Linked DNA regions of Mus musculus: region 2 is linked to region 1. Evidence: chromatin contacts called from public HiChIP or PLAC-seq data. All regions are on one chromosome and are shown on one strand. The core of a region is the stretch at or near the end of the contact, and the rest is flanking DNA. Distances in the headings are between cores, read along the strand shown. Region 1 holds the start of Slc24a3 (solute carrier family 24 (sodium/potassium/calcium exchanger), member 3). Region 2 overlaps Slc24a3 (solute carrier family 24 (sodium/potassium/calcium exchanger), member 3).

Region 1 (3,687 bases), core at 913-3,412:
TGGAATGATGTCTGAGTCAGTAACACCTGGAGAGAAATGTCAGGAAAACTATCTCAAAAGGGAAGAGTAGTCATCAGATTCTAAGTTCACAGTGTGTGATGCCTTATCAGCCCAGATATTCCAGCATCTGGTGGTAGCAGGAACGGAAACCCCTGCAATTGATCCACTTAATCCTATGGATCACATTCAACATCCAGGACAAATGTCTTTTATGCCCTGCAAAGTGCTGGGAAGCCTGTTACTCACAGGCTCCAACCTGTAGAGAAACGGCCACCAAGTGATTTGGAATAACTCTTGCCAACGGAAGCATAAACTATCTGCTGGCTTCCACTCACCCTCTTCGGGACAGTCAGTGCATACTACTTAGCAGGTCTGAATCTTCCCTTGGAAAAAAGTCTCACTTCATTCAAATAGTACAGCCCACCTCCCTCATGTCAGTACCCAGGGCCAGAAAATCAGAGATTCAAAAGCAATAGAGAGAGTCATGGAGTCTAAGGGTTTTGCTGAAGACCAGGCCCGCTTCTCTCCTATTACCATATATGATGAAGTCCGTAGAGAGATCTGCTAAGTTCAGAATGACCCCTGAGTTTCACCATGAGGCACCACACCAGCCATGGTGAGGGAAAACCCTTTCTTGATTGATGGCACCTTTTAAAATGTCACCATCGCTATCAAAATGCTTTTATTGTGTGCTTCAAAGCACCACGTATTAGAACTGTGCCTATCTTAACAGTACAGCACATAGCTGTAACTGTTTTACCCCACAATCATTTATTTGTCTGCTTCCCCACAAACCCTGATATTCGAAAAGCCAGGATAAGAAATCATTTTACGACCGTTATTCTTTCAAGTCTTTCCTTTCTGTGAGGTTGTTTTGTTTCTTTTTCTTACACAGCTGCACCCCAGAGTCCAAATTGTTTCCAATGGACAACTGTTTTGAGCACATTTCTCCCCAATGTCTATTTTAGCTCCAAAAAAAGCCAAGGGCAAAGATAAAACCAAACTATCGTGTGTGTGTGTGTGTGTGTGTGTGTGTGTACAAGTGTGTACACGTGTGTATGCACCACCAGCCAAAGCACCAAGGAAAAAGTGGGCAGCATAGAGTGGTCCGCCCCCAGCATCAAGTCGGTGAAAGGAAGCAAGCCAGCCTTGAGAAATGAATCCATGTGTTCCTGCTGAGCAACCCTTTAAGGGAGCATGCCCATTCCTAAACCCTGACTGGTAGCTATCACTTTCTCCTAACGGAAGTAAGTTCCCAGCACCTGTTCTTGGATCGCAAAGATGGCAAGGAGCATTCTCCACTGCCCACCCCACCTGTTCTGTGTGGAGAACACGTGGAGAACCGGCTGTGAGCTGGTCAGCCTACCCTGCATTCCCTCAGTAAGCCAGGAGTACAGGTGGTTGGTTACCTGCACAGGTACTGATTGCTGTCAGAACAACTTTATTACTAGCCTTGGTAGTGAAAGGGTCCCTCCCTGTCACCGCCGCCACTACCAGCCAGGCTGTGGGAAAGGGGCAGAAGGCAAGAGGAAAAGGTCTTCTTGGTGCCCAAGGGGTCACTCCTCCACCGCTGCAGTCCTAGAGCCCAGACCCCTTCCTCCCTAGCCCCGCAAGAGACCGGAGTGTCCCCGTGCCTGTTCGGTGTGGCTGGACCCAGCGCAGCTCGCCGGGCACCGAGCCCCGAGAGCCCGAACTGCTGGAGCCGCAGCGCCCACTCGGGGCAGGCGGCGAGCACTCACCCTTCTGCTCTCGCAGGCTCGACAGCGACCAGAGCAGCAGCGCCACCGAGGCCAGGAAGCAAAGCTGGCTCAGCAGAAGGTCCCTCCGCCGGCGGCGGCTGCGGCGGCGCGCGCAGTCCTGGTCGCCCGGCGGCGGCATCCTCGGACAGCCGGGCGGCGTCCCTGGCGGGCGGCGTCCGCTCGGGTCGCGGGCGGCCGCGGCGGGGACGGCGGCAGGAGGCAGCCCTGCGCGCAGCAGCCGCGCGTCCTCGCTGCGTTCCCACCCGGCCGCCGCCTCCTGCTTTCCCTCCTCCCGGCCGCTGCCGGTCTCCACGCCGTCGCCCTCGTCGCTATCGCTCAGTCCCTCCTCCCCCGCCGCCTCCTCCTCCTCGCCGCTCGCCCGCACCGCCGCCTCCCTGCGCTCGGGGTCCCTCTCCTGCTCGCGCGCCATGGCTCCCACGCTCCGCGCCCGCGTTCGGCCTGGGGCGGCGGCGGCGGGGGCGGCCGGGAGGCGGGGGCGGCGGGGGCGGTGGAGGAGGAGCGGGGAAGGACCGGCGAGAGGAGGGCCGGCCGCTGGCCACCCGAAGCAGGCCCTGACCTCAGGCTGCGGGAGTGCAGCTCGGGGTCGCACTCCAGTGTCCACGCGGGGGTGGGTGGGTGGGGGACTCGGAGCCGAGCGGCGGCCGGAGCGCGCCAACAGCTAGAGTGAGCGCAGCTTCCCGTACCCCACGGTGGGTCGGCGGCAGGGGGGCTGCGCACGGGAGGGGGACAGCGCCCGGGATGCTATGAGTCGCTGGCCAGCACCGCGGGGAGGGGGCGCAGGGAGGAGACTGGGCTGTGGAGGGAGCCCGGTGCACAGCCCTTCAACCCTTTGGTGCCCAGAGAAAGAGGCGGTGCGGTGGGGGAGGCCCGCTAGGCGGGATGTGGATAGACAGATCTCCACCAAGGAGGACTGGCCTGAAACTTTCAGAGAAAAGAAGGATTTCCTTGGCCCTCTTCCATCCGTTGCCTTAAGCTAGAGCGTCTAGAGTGTGCTAGGTGGCCAATTCCTAGCCACTGGTCCTGCCTCCTGCCGCTGGCCTCAGGGGTTCCCCTCTGCCCCCTGGTGGGGATCCCGGTGAGCCAGGCTCAAGTCCTGAAACTGGCCTCCTGGGGGGGTTTGGCTTATTAGGGTTGTCCTGGCTTCCCCCTCTGGCTAGGGTTCACATTTCGCTCTCTGAGGAGCTGAAGCAAGTCCAGTGTGTGGCTGAACCTGAGGGGGCCCTAGTAAGTTCCCTAGGAGGGAGACTCTTGGCCTTCTACAAGGACAATCAGTCCACCCCTCCCCCAAGATTAGAGCCCTAGGCCCCAACTCCCTAATTCGAGTTCTTCTGCCCCTGCCTATTAAAGATGTAGAGGCTGACATCCCCACCCCTATCTGCAGTACCATTGAAAAGGGCACCTAGTGATCCCAGGGGTTCACTCCCAGGGGCTTGGACTTCCCTAGCCTCATCCCAGGTACCTGCCTGCAGGATGGAAGACACACGACCCCAGAGGAAGGGAAGAAGAGATGTGTTTCCAAGTGGTGGTTAAACTTAAGTCTTATTCCAAAAGGATGGTCCTAGAAATCAGATATATGTTTGGATGGCTCTTGGGCCTGAGCAATCTAGCCCTCGGGAGTTGGGAGGAAGTGGGGAAACTCCATAGAGACTTCTCCCTGCCCAGGTCACAAGGGACCCACAGGATCAACTGTGAGTGACCTTCCATCCCATATAGTGTCAGATGTCCCCTGACAACATCTGGAGACATGGAAAGTGATCACAGGTGGTTTGTTTTCTGCTGAAGAGCAGAATTTGCTTTCCATGTGTTTATTCCCTCCCACTCCTATGTTGGCTGCCCCATATCCAGAGCACCTTCCCTGCAATGGCTAGGTGAGTCTTTGCTTAGGTCACCAGGTAACAAAGGAGGAACGCAAACTCTTCAAGTTCAT
Region 2 (3,753 bases), core at 379-2,878, 95 kb before region 1:
TGGACTTAAAAGCCTACTCATTAGGATGTAATTCATGCCTGTTATTGTAAACCTAGGCAACTACCATTGGTTGGATAGGCTATGGGACCTAGAGAAGAACCTACTACTGTTATTTTCTAGAACTCAAATAATTCCTAGCTGTATACTAAATATTTATCCTTATACACATATATAAGTGTAGCTCTTGCCCCTTATCAAAGAAGCTTCTTCTAGAAGCAGATAGTGACTATTTGAAGAGGTCATTGACTGGTCAAAATGCAGAGAACAAGTGAACAGGGAGTACCCAATCCCAACTGGAACCTGCAATGCAATGCCTATACACAAGACTCAAGTAACATCATGGAAGAAGGGGAGAAACAACAGTATAAGAGCCCAAGGACCAGAATGTCCTCTGCTAGATATCTTCTATACATAACAGGGAAGCTGCCCCCATTGAAATCTTAACAGAATGGTCACCTAAAGTAGACCCATTGATGAAGAGCTAAAGGCAAACAATGATTGCCAAAAGACAGACAATTCGTTTTCTCCAGGAATGGATCCCCAGGTAGGTAGGCTATCCATCCTCAAATAGCCATTCCTAAACACATTTGCACATGAGCAACACTAAATGGACACTATAGATGATATCTCTCTCTCTCTCTCTCTCTCTCTCTCTCTCTCTCTCTCTCTCTCTGTGTGTGTGTGTGTGTGTGTGTGTGTGTGTGTAAAACAATAATAATTGAAGAGGTTATAGATTTGAGAACAAGTCAAGGGGGGTGGGAAGAGTTGAAGGGGTAGGGAGGAAGAGTAAAAATGATGTAAATACAGTACTCATATACACAATTCTTACAAGAATAAAAAAATGAAAAAAATAAGACAAAGAATGGGGTTCCTGGAAGAGCAGCACCCCAAGATTTAGCACTGCACCCAGTCTTTAACAGGTGTCGCCACTTTCCACAAACCCTTTACTCTCTAAGTGGTTTATGTACCAGCCCCACACATAGTGAGTGCTGAGATGGTTGTGAGCCACCATGTGGTTACTGGGAATTGAACTCAGGTCCTCTGGAAGACAGCCAGTGCTCTTAAACACTGAGCAATCTCTCCAGTCCTGACTTTCTTATAAGCTGATTATCTCAGATACTTTGTCATAATAGCAGAAAACTGACTAACACAAGTAAGAGTTTCAGAAGTAGTTAACAAAAACTATCATTTAATCAAGTGTTCTCATGGACATGGCTAGACTGTAATATTCTCATTTCTCCTAGAAAAACTGAGAACACCAGGAAGCCCTGAAAAGAGAAAAGTAAAGGTGAAAGCAAAAAAGAAAACAACTGAAAACCTACCTCTGGGAAAAGACCACAATTCTGAAGAAAGAAATGTGACTTTTGAGAGTTACCAACTCAATGGAGCCCAAGGGATTATGCTTCTCCAGGGATGTGATAGCCCCTGATCGATCTTCAGCAGAAAGCTGCTAACAACCCACATACATCATATGTGAACAAACAATTACAGGCAGCCAACTAGAAGTAAACTTAGAAGCACAACTACCACTTTGCTTTAAAAAAAAAATTAAGAGGTAAAAATAAGCTCTTAAAAGACAGATGGGGCCAAATCATTCCAGCCCAGGTTTGTTTGTGGTGTGTGAATTATCTACTCAGCCAGACAGTTAGGATGCCCACAACAAACTCCCATCACTTCCTTCCCTCATAGCCCATCTTACTCCAAACGCTCCACTCAATTTGTTGTTTGGTGGCAAGTTTTTCCTGACACAGTTCCTCCCTTGTAAATTGCTTTGTCATTAACTTTAAGGGATTTTCACTCTCATTTTCTTTCAAGAACAGAAAACACAAGAATGGACATCTTGGAACCTCACTGTCTCCTTTCTTAGCTCTTTCAGGGCACACGAAATTCCTTGGACCATTGAGGGCAGCTGGATGGTAGAGCCCAGTAGAACTATGGCAGAGAGGTTCTTAGGGAATGAATGGGATTTCTGTCTCCTATGTTACCAAAAAATCCTACAGTACCAGGGGCGGGGACTAGTCCTCTCTATGGTGTCCTTAAAGACCCCAAAGAAGCCAAATTCCAGAAGAATGGGAAAATAAAATTGCCACAGCTTTATTAATGCAGGACACAATTCAGTCAAGGCAGGGAAGGATGGTCGCCCTTCATTCAGGTCTCTAGTGAAATGACTACCCTAGCAATGGCTAACAATTACTATCCACACATGATGTAACAGGCTCACAGGTGATAGCATCCTCCTTGTGACAACCTCATGTAACAGGAAGTGAGCTCACAGTGTGGAGGGCCATAGCTTACACCATCCTAATGAACTTCTTTATGAAAAGGCCTACCAAGTCATGAATAGAGAATTAGAGAGGAGGTTTTGACAGGGTGCCTGTAGAGAGATCTTAAGACAAACTTCCCAGTAAAAGAGTCAGCATGATATACGGGAAATTTCACTTTTGAGACCAGGCTGGCCTCAAACTCATGAACTCTGCCTCCAGAGCAGGTGGAATGACAAGCCTGCACCACCACATCTTGCTTAGCTCATCAGCTTAGGAACACAAGCTACCCATAGGTCTTTCAATGAAATGGAACAGAGTCAGGTGGTTTGAAGAACATTCCAACCATCCTATGCCTTGGGAAAGTAAAAGGCATCGTTAATGTTACAGGACACCTTCTGAGAAACTTATAAACCTTGGCTATTTTTAAGTGCTGAATTTTAAAGAGAAATAAGGGAAGATATGATTGATCCCTTTTGGTCATAACTGATTTTAAAACTCTGCTCAGGACAAGAGAGATGGCTCAGCAGTTAAGAGCACTGATTGCTCTTCCAGAGGTCCTGAGTTCAATTCCCAGCAACCACAAGGGGGCTCACAACCATCTGTAATGGGATCTGATGCCCTCTTCTGATGTGTCTGAAGACAGCTACAGTGTACTCATATACATAAAATAAATAAATAAATAAATAAATCTTTTTAAAAAGCTTTTGCTCAGTAAGGCATTGTATTCAGTTTAAATGAGAAACAAAATAGATGCTAACTAAAGACATCAATGGCTGCATCTTGAAGGAGTTTGGAGATACTGTTCCTCACAGCTATCTGTACTTCTATGAAGTACTAGATGTCCTGGTGAATGGAGTTCTCAAGTTTTTGTGTATGCAGGAAGTCAGGAGTGGGTATTCTTCTAGTAGTTACCAGGTCAGAGGATTGGTGACAATGCTGTCCATATCTAGTGGTGACAACACAAAAGGGGAACTTGACACAACAAACAGCCCCTGCTAACACACAGGAACAACCTTTTGACAGCATATTTACACTCAGGTCTGAAAGGATTCATCTCCCTTCCCATAACTTTCAGCCGATGTAGGGACCACACTTTTACTTGTATTATCCTCTGGAGGGTGATCTTGTTAATAGTGAGAAAGACCACCAGCCTAAAATGAAAAGGGTGGACTTATTCTCTGGCTGCACAGCTATATTCAGACCTTACATAGGTTGTTTACCTGTTTGGTCTAAATCTCCTCACTTAAAAATGGTGAGATATGATGGTGAGAATATTAATGCCCATAGATAAGAACAGAAACTAAAACTAACCCTCATATGGATTGCTGGGCTACATGTAAATAAGATATATATCAGGAAAAAATGAGCCAGAGTCTATACATAGAGCTCTGCTCTAACCCGAGGGGAGAACCACAGCATGTTAATGTTAATGGAGCAAGATATCATTTACATTAATTTGAAAATAACATCAAAATCAGTTGTCACCTAT

What was found. HiChIP or PLAC-seq counts read pairs in DNA pulled down with a chosen protein or histone mark.
Region 2: a contact with region 1 is called in an H3K27ac HiChIP or PLAC-seq map of the HPC-7 cell line, with 8 times the contacts expected there. The contact joins the enhancer-like site here to the promoter of Slc24a3 in region 1. A contact is called at or near these places in 8 of 39 promoter capture datasets (3T3-L1-derived adipocytes, the C10 cell line, hematopoietic stem and progenitor cells and 5 more), 2 of 15 datasets of contacts at CTCF or cohesin (CD8 T cells and liver), 48 of 484 Hi-C or Micro-C datasets (the Ba/F3 cell line, CD4 T cells, CD8 T cells and 30 more), 15 of 115 datasets of contacts at active chromatin or transcription factors (CD8 T cells, the HPC-7 cell line, Th17 cells and 11 more) and 4 of 9 other capture datasets (adipose tissue, liver, macrophages and 1 more).

The regions. Positions count from the first base shown.
Region 1 is chr2:145,166,250-145,169,936 of GRCm38.p6, reverse strand. It overlaps Slc24a3 (solute carrier family 24 (sodium/potassium/calcium exchanger), member 3), which reads right to left and starts at 2,162. Exons shown (of 17, transcript NM_001356497.1): 1 at 1,740-2,162. The coding sequence starts at 1,878.
Region 2 is chr2:145,260,241-145,263,993 of GRCm38.p6, reverse strand. All of the region lies in intron 2 of Slc24a3 (solute carrier family 24 (sodium/potassium/calcium exchanger), member 3), which reads right to left. Among named protein-coding and RNA genes, the nearest start is that of Gm52529, 27 kb to the left of the region's middle. Within about 2 kb of position 1,628, at least 3 of the 459 cell types and tissues checked have an H3K27ac peak or open chromatin away from gene starts, as enhancers often do. A contact at or near this core is called in the HPC-7 cell line, where this site is marked.